Linked DNA regions of Sus scrofa: region 1 is linked to region 2. Evidence: chromatin contacts called from public promoter capture Hi-C data. All regions are on one chromosome and are shown on one strand. Each heading gives the region's core, a stretch centred on a gene start, on an enhancer-like site or on the middle of the called end of the contact. The rest is flanking DNA. Distances are from core to core; before and after follow the strand shown. Region 1 holds the start of RAB18 (ras-related protein Rab-18). Region 2 holds the start of ZNF658 (zinc finger protein 658).

What was found. Promoter capture Hi-C pulls out the DNA fragments that hold promoters and counts their contacts.
Region 1: a promoter capture Hi-C map of liver shows a contact between it and region 2, with 2.8 times the contacts expected there. The contact joins the promoter of RAB18 here to the promoter of ZNF658 in region 2. A contact is called at or near these places in 1 of 5 promoter capture datasets (liver), 1 of 47 Hi-C or Micro-C datasets (heart right ventricle) and 1 of 2 datasets of contacts at active chromatin or transcription factors (alveolar macrophages).

Annotation. Positions count from the first base shown.
Region 1 is chr10:38,967,938-38,972,050 of Sscrofa11.1, reverse strand. It overlaps RAB18 (ras-related protein Rab-18), which reads right to left and starts at 1,670. Exons shown (of 7, transcript XM_021064710.1): 1 at 1,375-1,670. The coding sequence starts at 1,442. LOC102165822 (a long non-coding RNA gene) reads left to right here and starts at 1,666. Exons shown (of 3, transcript XR_002336324.1): 1 at 1,666-2,218.
Region 2 is chr10:38,817,177-38,821,487 of Sscrofa11.1, reverse strand. It overlaps ZNF658 (zinc finger protein 658), which reads left to right and starts at 3,029. Exons shown (of 5, transcript XM_021064707.1): 1 at 3,029-3,525.

The DNA of each region.
Region 1 (4,113 bases), core at 421-2,920, 150 kb before region 2:
AGAAAAAGTTTGGAGCAGATTAGATCCAAGTACGTTTTTTTGGGGGGAGGGAACCATGGAAACCAATAAATCCACTTAACAGATCTTACTCTAGAGGGAGAACTTGAATTATGTAAACACGGCACCTCCAGTTAACCTTTACCTAACTTTTTAAACCCTCAAACACAATACACAGAGGTTATGAAAATGATTTTATTCAGCCCTTTAATACACACAGACATGCAGAAATCATACTATTTTGTTAACCCATGGTGTTTCATATTCTTTGCTATGTACAAATCCCTCACTCTTAATATTGTGTACATTAAATGAGGAAAACCATGAAAATGTACTGCCATGTTTTAAAAGTTTATGAAGTTCAGAACATATTACAGAAAAGATTTCAAATCTTCAAATATCTAAAAAAGTAAGACTTTACGAAGTGGTCTGAAAGCTGTTTATCAGCAAGTACAGCTAAAATACGAAATTGCTTACAGCTTCTGGAATTTGAATATTATTTAAAGATCAAAGCCGCCTACAACACAACTTACTCTTTTATCAGATGGCAAGGATTTTAACTTCACCTGGAGAACTGTTCTAAGACCAGGGTGATATCACAACCTCTCCTGCAACACCCACGAGGCTCCAGATCTCCAGGGGCTTCTTATACTCAACTCTAACTATAGCCAACATTACTTTCCCCCAAGAAAGGGCCGAGAAAGAAAACACACATAGTCTTGTGTTGTTTTATCTCTATATGATGTGGCAGAAGGAGAAGTAACAAGAACACTCGATGTTTAGAAGTGGCCCACAGTTTACGCTCTAGCATCTTAGCCGAAAGTGAATTACTCAAGTAGTCAGAAGACATGAGTTCTTTCACAGCTGACTCATTTAACAAAAAAAAAAAAAAAAAAAAAGCGGCCGCGGAATGTCACCTACGGCGTCACGAAACTTCCTGTGTAGAACACTACGTATTCAGAGAAAGCCCGACAGAAATCTCTCCGTGGTTTAGTGACAACTCTCCACTCGCGCGGTGACAGGCAGCCTGAGCCCGGACGGGCCGAGCGAGGCCTCGGCCTCGGCCGGACTCGGGCCCACACCCGCCCGCCACGCCCTGGGCGCCTCGGCAGCAAACCCGCCGGCCGAGTGGCGCCGTCCGAAATGCTTTCCTCTGGGTGCACAGGAAGAGAAGCGACAGAAGCCGGCCCGGCGGAGGCCGCGGACCCGGCGGGCGCGGGGGTGCGGGGAGCAGGGCCGCAGGCGCGAGGCCAGGCCGCCCAGCCCGACCAACGCCCGGTCGGCGCCGTTTACCGTTCCCGCCGCGGCCCAGCAGACAGCGACGACCCAAGCAGAAAGAGCCCCGCCGCCCTTGCCACGGCCGCAGACCCGCCTCACCTGGACTTGCCCACGCCACTCTCGCCGATGATGAGGATCTTCAGCGTAGTCAGCACGTCCTCGTCCATCCTGACCCCGCTCCGCGCCCGCCTGGCCGCGCCGGTCCGACTCTCTCAACCCTTCGTGGGGGAGCTGCCCGCGCATGCGCAGCGCCCAGCCCCGCCGCTGCCTCCTTCCTTTCACACCGGGTGTTTAGGTTGCAGGAGCCCGGGACGCCCCAGATCCGCCTGGACGTAGCTCTGCGTCTGCGCAAACCCAGAGTCCCAGGCGTCTTTCCGGAAGGTAAGCCCTCACTTGCGCAAGCGCAGAAGGAGAGAGCCGGATGTGATTTCACCTACCTTGCAGGCTCTTGCGCCTCCTCAGCCATAGCTTGACCCTCAACCTGTGGCTTGGGTACCTAGGAAAGAACTGAGTTAGGTCAGGGTCGATTAGTGCTCTTTTATTTCAGCAGCTGGTCCCAACAGCTGCATTGTTTGTGCTTGAAGGCAGATTGCCTTAATTTTAGGTATAACGCTTTATGTTATGTAGACTTTGAGCCTGTTTCCTAGTCAGCGGCAATAATACTTAGAATAATACTTAAAATAATTCCAGCTTCTTAGGATTGTGGGGAAGATTAAAGGATTGCGATGGCTCTTTGTAAACTGAAGTGTTTTATAAAAGGTGTGATCGGGTATTAACTTCCTGGCTTACCGTCTGTTAGATTGATGAGGACCTTTCGCACCTCAATTCATCTTCAAAGAGAGACATAAACCTCAGGTAGATCAAGTACATGCAGACCCTCTGGTGGTGCAACTTCAAATCATCTATTACTCATAAGAACTACTACACTCCAGCTGCAGGAATTGTGAGTACATGCTTTGTCTTAAGTTATAAATCTTAGTGAAGGCATCAAACCTCATGTATGGTAACTAGTAAAGTGCCTGGTACACGATAGACACTAAATAAACACTTTTTTGTATCTAATTATACTTGCAGCTAGTGCCAGGTACAATAGGTGTGTATTAAAGAATATATATGAATAAAATTTAAAATAAATTAATGTTTGTTAAATCCCTGGAAAAGCTCTTTCATCAGATATTCAATGGCTCCTTCACCTCCTTCAGGTCTTTGCTTGAATGTTGCCTTTTTAATGAGGCCGTCCATGTACAAAATTCAAAATTTGCAAATCCTTCCCACATTCCCTATACCTCTTTGCATTGTTTTTCTACATATCACTTACTGTCCTCCAATATATATTTTACTAGTTTATCTTTCCACTGGCTAGTCTTCCCCAAGGAAAAGGGAAGCTTTATGAAGACAAGGATCTTTTTTCTGCTTTGTTATGCCTTCTGTGTCTAGAGTAGTTTCTGGCATCTAATATGCGCCAAGTAAATATTTGTTGAATGAATTAATTGAATGAACATTCTGGAGTCCATTTCTAACTTTGGAAGGTGATGTCAATTGGACAACCTCAACCTCTCTTAAAATAGCCCTTGAACCTCAATCAAGTCTATCCAGCCTACTTTGGCTGTGGCATCAAGACCTTATTAGTGAGACTCACAATATAGTCAAGCTCTTCTGCTCTAGGGCAGTGATTCTGCAAGTGTTGTCCCCAAGTCCCTGGAGATCCCCTTCAGGGAAGTACACAAGATCAAAGTATGTTCATAATGATTCAAGATATTGTTTACTTTTTTCACTATTGTTCTTTAATACAACAGTGGCATTTCTGCAGAGGCTACGTAATGTGTGATAGTAAAAGAGATTGAAGGCAGAACCAAATTTGAGAATTCAGCTACTTTCTATAAAGCCAGACATTAAAGATATTTGCAAAAATGTAAAATATGACCACTTTTTCAATATTTTTTGTTGTAAAATAGTTATTTTCATAAACATTTGTCTTAAGCGGTAATAGGTTTATTATTTTTGTAATGGAGTAATACATGTTTAAAATTCCTCAGTTCTAATTTCTGATAGAGTAAATATGAATAGTCATAGCCACATAATCAGCTCTTTCAAGTCCTCAATCATTTGTAAGAGTTTATATTAATATGTACAACCCAAACATTTGAGAACTGTTGCATAATACTATTCATACCAAGATAAAAAAGTTTAAATACCAAGCCTGGAGTTATTGATGCTGCTAGTAACACTGTTGACCTACTTTGGCAACACCATATCCTTTTGGATTTCCTCCTACCTCTTGGCTATGTCTCAGTTTTTTGTGCAATCCTCTTGCTCATTTTTAAACATTTGTGTTTCTTGAATTTTGTCCTAGTTTTATCGTCTTACTCTATACACTGCACACACATCATCTTCTTACATTTTCATGGTTTCCACATCCCACTAATGTTGAGTAATCCCAGAGTTACGTCTCTGATTGAGATTTCTCTCCTGAGGTTGAGGCCAAGGTACCCACCTGCTAAGATATCTCCACGTGGGTGTGCCCAGATGCAGAAAACCAAGCTCAACATGAATCACACTGAACCCATTGTCTTCCCCTCTATTCTAGCTTTTTCTCCCAATTTCATTTTTAAGGAATGGCATTCACACCCACTCAACTTCCCCAGCCTCACCACCTACAGCCAAACAGTTCTACTCCTTAACATCCCTGAAATGCATCCACCTTCTTCACCACTTCCACCACTGCCCACATCAGGTCATCACCATCATTCTTTTGCTGGATCACTTACCTTATCTGCTGGCCTTCCTGCCTCCATTCTCCATTTTTCTCTCCCCTCAGGCTCTTCCCTACACCTCAGC
Region 2 (4,311 bases), core at 1,780-4,279:
ACAATTTGTTCAAAATAAGAACACAAGGTATTTGATTATGTATGATTATATATATTACGTATAAGCATACATAATGCTCATGTATGTATGCTTATAAGTGAAATGAATTGCAGCAATGATACAAGAAACATGAGGGAATAATTAGGATTACTTTGTTATTACAAAGTACCAGTGAAATGGTGTATTGTTATTTGAGAGTTGACCTGGGTTAACTGTAAATTAACAATTATACAACTAGCAACATGTAAAAAAATAATATTTTTAAAAGAAAGTATAACTTATGTACTAAAGAGAGAAAAATAGAATCAATATGAAATATTCAGACAACAAATGGAAGAATAGTGTAAGAAAAAAAAAAAGGGACAGAGAACCAGGGTAACGAAAACCAGTAACAGATGTGGTAGATTTTAATTTGACTACATCAATAATAACTTTAAACATCAGTGTCTATACATCCAAATACGATGGAGTTCATGATCTGTTATAAGACATCATACTTGATTAGATAATATGCGACAATTTAAAATGATTGTTATGTTGGAGTTCCCATCGTGGTGCAGTGGTTAACGAATTTGACTAGGAACCATGAGGTGGCAGGTTCGATCCCTGGCCTTCCTCAGTGGGTTAAGGATCCGGCATTGCCGTGAGCTGTGGTGTAGGTCGCAGATGTGGCTCGCATCCCACATTGCTGTGGCTGTGCCGTAGGCCGGCGGCTGCAGCTCTGATTCAACCCCTAGCCCGGGAACCTCCACATACCACGGGAGTGGCCCTAGAAAAGGCAAAATAAAATAAAATAATAAAATAAAATAAAATAAAATGATGGCTATGTTTACAGCAGCACTGCTCACAATAGCCAAGACATAGAAACAACCTAAATGTCCAGCAAGAGATGAATGGATAAAGATGTGATTCATATACACAATGGAATACTTACTACTCGACCTTAAAAAAGAATGAAATAGTGCCCAGAAATAGATTCACACAAATATTTTCAACTTTTTGACAAAGAAGCAAAGACAATTCAATGAAGAAAGGACAGTCTGGGAGTTCCTGTCATGGCTCAGCAGTGAAAAACCTGACTAGTGTCCATAAGGATGCAAGTTCAATCCCTGGCTTTTCTGTGGGTTAAGGATCTAGAGTTGCTATGAGCTGTGGACGTAGATCGAAGACACAGCTCGGATCTGGCGATGCTGTGGCTGTGGTGTAGGCAGGCAGCTGTAGCTCTGATTCAATCCCTAGCCTGGGAACCTCCATGTGCTGCAACTGCGACCCTAAAATGCAAAAAAAAAAAAAAAAAAAAAAAAAAAAAGGCAATCTTTGCATGTGACTGTCTGATTGTTCTAGCACCATTTGTTGAAAAAAATAAAACCTTTTTTTGGCCACTCTGTGGCATATGGAAGTTCCTCAGCCAGGGATCAAACCCCACTCCATAGCAGCGACCCAAGCCACTGCAGTGGTAATGCAGGATCCTTAACCTTGTACACCACAAGAGGACTCCCACATGCAAAAATAAATAAATGTAGACACAAACCTTATACTTCTCATAAATATTAACTCAAAATGGATAATAGGAGTTCCCACTGTGGCACAGTGGGTTAAGAATCTGACTGCAGCGGCTTGGGTCACTGCAAAGTCGCAGGTTTGATCCCTAGCCCCATGCAGCAGGTTAAAGGATCTGGCATTGCAGCAGCTGTGGTGTAGGTCGAAGCTGTGGCTCAGATTCAATTCCTGGCCCAGGAACTTCCATATGCCATGGGTGTGGCCATTTAAAAAAATAAAAGGATCATAAACTTAAAATGCAAACCTTATAAGACTTCTAGAAAATAACACGCTTCTAGAGAATGTCTAAGTGACCTCGAGTTTAGCAATGAGTTTTTAGATAACATCAAAAGCACAATCCATGAATGAACAAAGATGATCAGTTGAATCCATCAAAGTTAAAAACTTCTGCTCTATGAAAATGAAAAGGGCAGAGACTGAGAGAAAATATTTGCAAAAGACAAACCTACCAAAGAAGTTTTATCTAAAATACATAAATCGCTATTAAAATTTAACATCTTCAAAAAGGAATATACACTGATGGCAAATAGGAATATAAAAAGAACCCCAGTATCAGGTGTTATTACAGAATTGCAAATTATGAGATATCATTCCACTTCTGGAATGAACAAAATCCAAATCACTGACAACACCTACAGCTATGAGGATGGGGAGCAAGAGAACTTTCATTCATTGCTGGTGAGAATGCAAAATGATACACCCACTTTTGGGTGATAGATTGGGAGTGTTATAAAGCTGAACATAATCTCCACCATACAAGCCAGGTTAGTAATTGATCACAGTTATAAATTGATAACACTTTCCTTATTCGGGGTTGTATGTATTTTCAAGTATTACTTGTGTAATTTTGAATAGCTAGCTTACTCCCTCCCTCTCCCTCTCCTGTTCACAAAATTTACCCTTTTATGTAATACTGCTTCCATCTTGTAGTTTTTTTCTATTTCACAGTGGAATTCATAACAGTTGTACCTTCACTTCTCTTGGCAGCTGTGTTTTAAAAGGAACACTTCTTGAGTGGCCATAAACCCTCCCTAACCCTCCTCCACCACCTCCCCACCCCCACCTGCACGTCTTCTCCTGAATGTTAAAAAGAAATTCAAACATTCGGAAAAACAGAAATAGTAAAACAAGCATCATATACACCTATTACACGACTTAACAATTCTTAACCTACTGCCATATTTGCTTCCTCAAACTGTTCTGCTTAATTTTTAAAAAGTAAATTCCACCGGAGTTCCTATTGTGACTCAGCAGGTTAAGAACACGGACTAGTATCCACGAGGATGTGGGCTCCATCCCTGGATTCGCTCAGTGTTGCCCTGAGAGCTGCATAGGTGGCAGATGCCGCCCACCTCCCGCCTGGCTGTGCATGGGCGGCTGATTAGACCCTAGCCTGGGAACTTACATGTGCCACAGATGCGACCCTAAAAATGGAAAAAAAAAAAGTAAATTATAAATACATGATTTCATAACTGCAAATATTTCAGTATGTAGCTTTAAAAAATAAGATCAATTTCCTATATCGTCCGAATATTATGGCACTATCCAAAATAATGGTAATTTTCCTTAGTAATTCTTAAATCTAGTCCATATTCGTGTTTCCCAAATTGCTGTCTCTGGCTCTGTTATTTTTTTCCAACCAAGATCTGATGGAAAAAAATACTTTGCAATATGTTATATCATAACTTTTAAGTCTGAACCCATTCCTGAGAAGAGTCGCCAGCGATCAGGTCCAACTTCAAGACTTCTAGCTTTCTAACTTTACCTCCTACGGTCTCAAGGATTTATGGGAAATGTAGTCTTGAATATTGCCCGCCCGCCGCTCAGCACTCCGGGAAAGGGTCCTCGGAGCTCATTCTGCGCATGGGAACATCGAGCCCCTCCTACTCCCCTCCGCCTCCTGGGACTGAAAAAGAGATCTCGGCCATTTGGGGTCGGTGCTGGAGCCGAGGCTGCTATCCGGAGGTGAGAGCCCCGGGATCTGGCTCTACGCGGCGTGGGGTCCTGCTAGGTCAGGTAGCTTGTGTCCGGGGAACCGGAGCAGGAAATCCCGGGACCCTCCGGGCGGGCCAGTCCCTCTCCCAGACCCCTAGTCCGGGCAGGTCCTGCCCCGCCTGCTCCAAGGGCGCAGGTAGGGCCGAAGCCTTGTCCCGAGGAGATGTATTTGGTGCCGGCCCGGTGCAAGGATCGCAAGCAACAGGAGAAGAATGCACCTTATAACGTTCACCATGAACATGTGCAGTTTTTCTGAGAATTAAAAAAGGTGTCTTCTGCAAAACATTTTGTCAAGTGATTGTAATCATCACTGTGTAAGCTTCTATCATAAGACTTTTTTCCCTTTGGTATTTCCCTTAACCCTCATAGCAGGTCTGCTTGTCTTTATAAACATGCCATTTTTTTTTTTTAAAGTGAAAGTAATTTCATGTGGGCGGAATGATATATCCCGGGACACAAGCTGGAGGGTGAGAAGTAGGATGCAAATACGAATAGATTTTTCTTTGTATCTCTTGCTCTTCCTAATATCCTCCCTGCCCCGACTCAGAATTGCAACCTTTGGAGATCATGGCAGCCTGTCCCCAAATTCCAGAGACATGATTGTAAAATGCATGCTGACAGAATCTTGCCATGTGGGAAATATATACTGGGGTTTGTGGATTCTCTCCAGAGCTCCTGGACAGAGCTGTAGTGAAACGGCCAGGCCATCTCGATTTTCAAAACACAGTCTGATCATCTAATGCAGTGCTGGCCAAT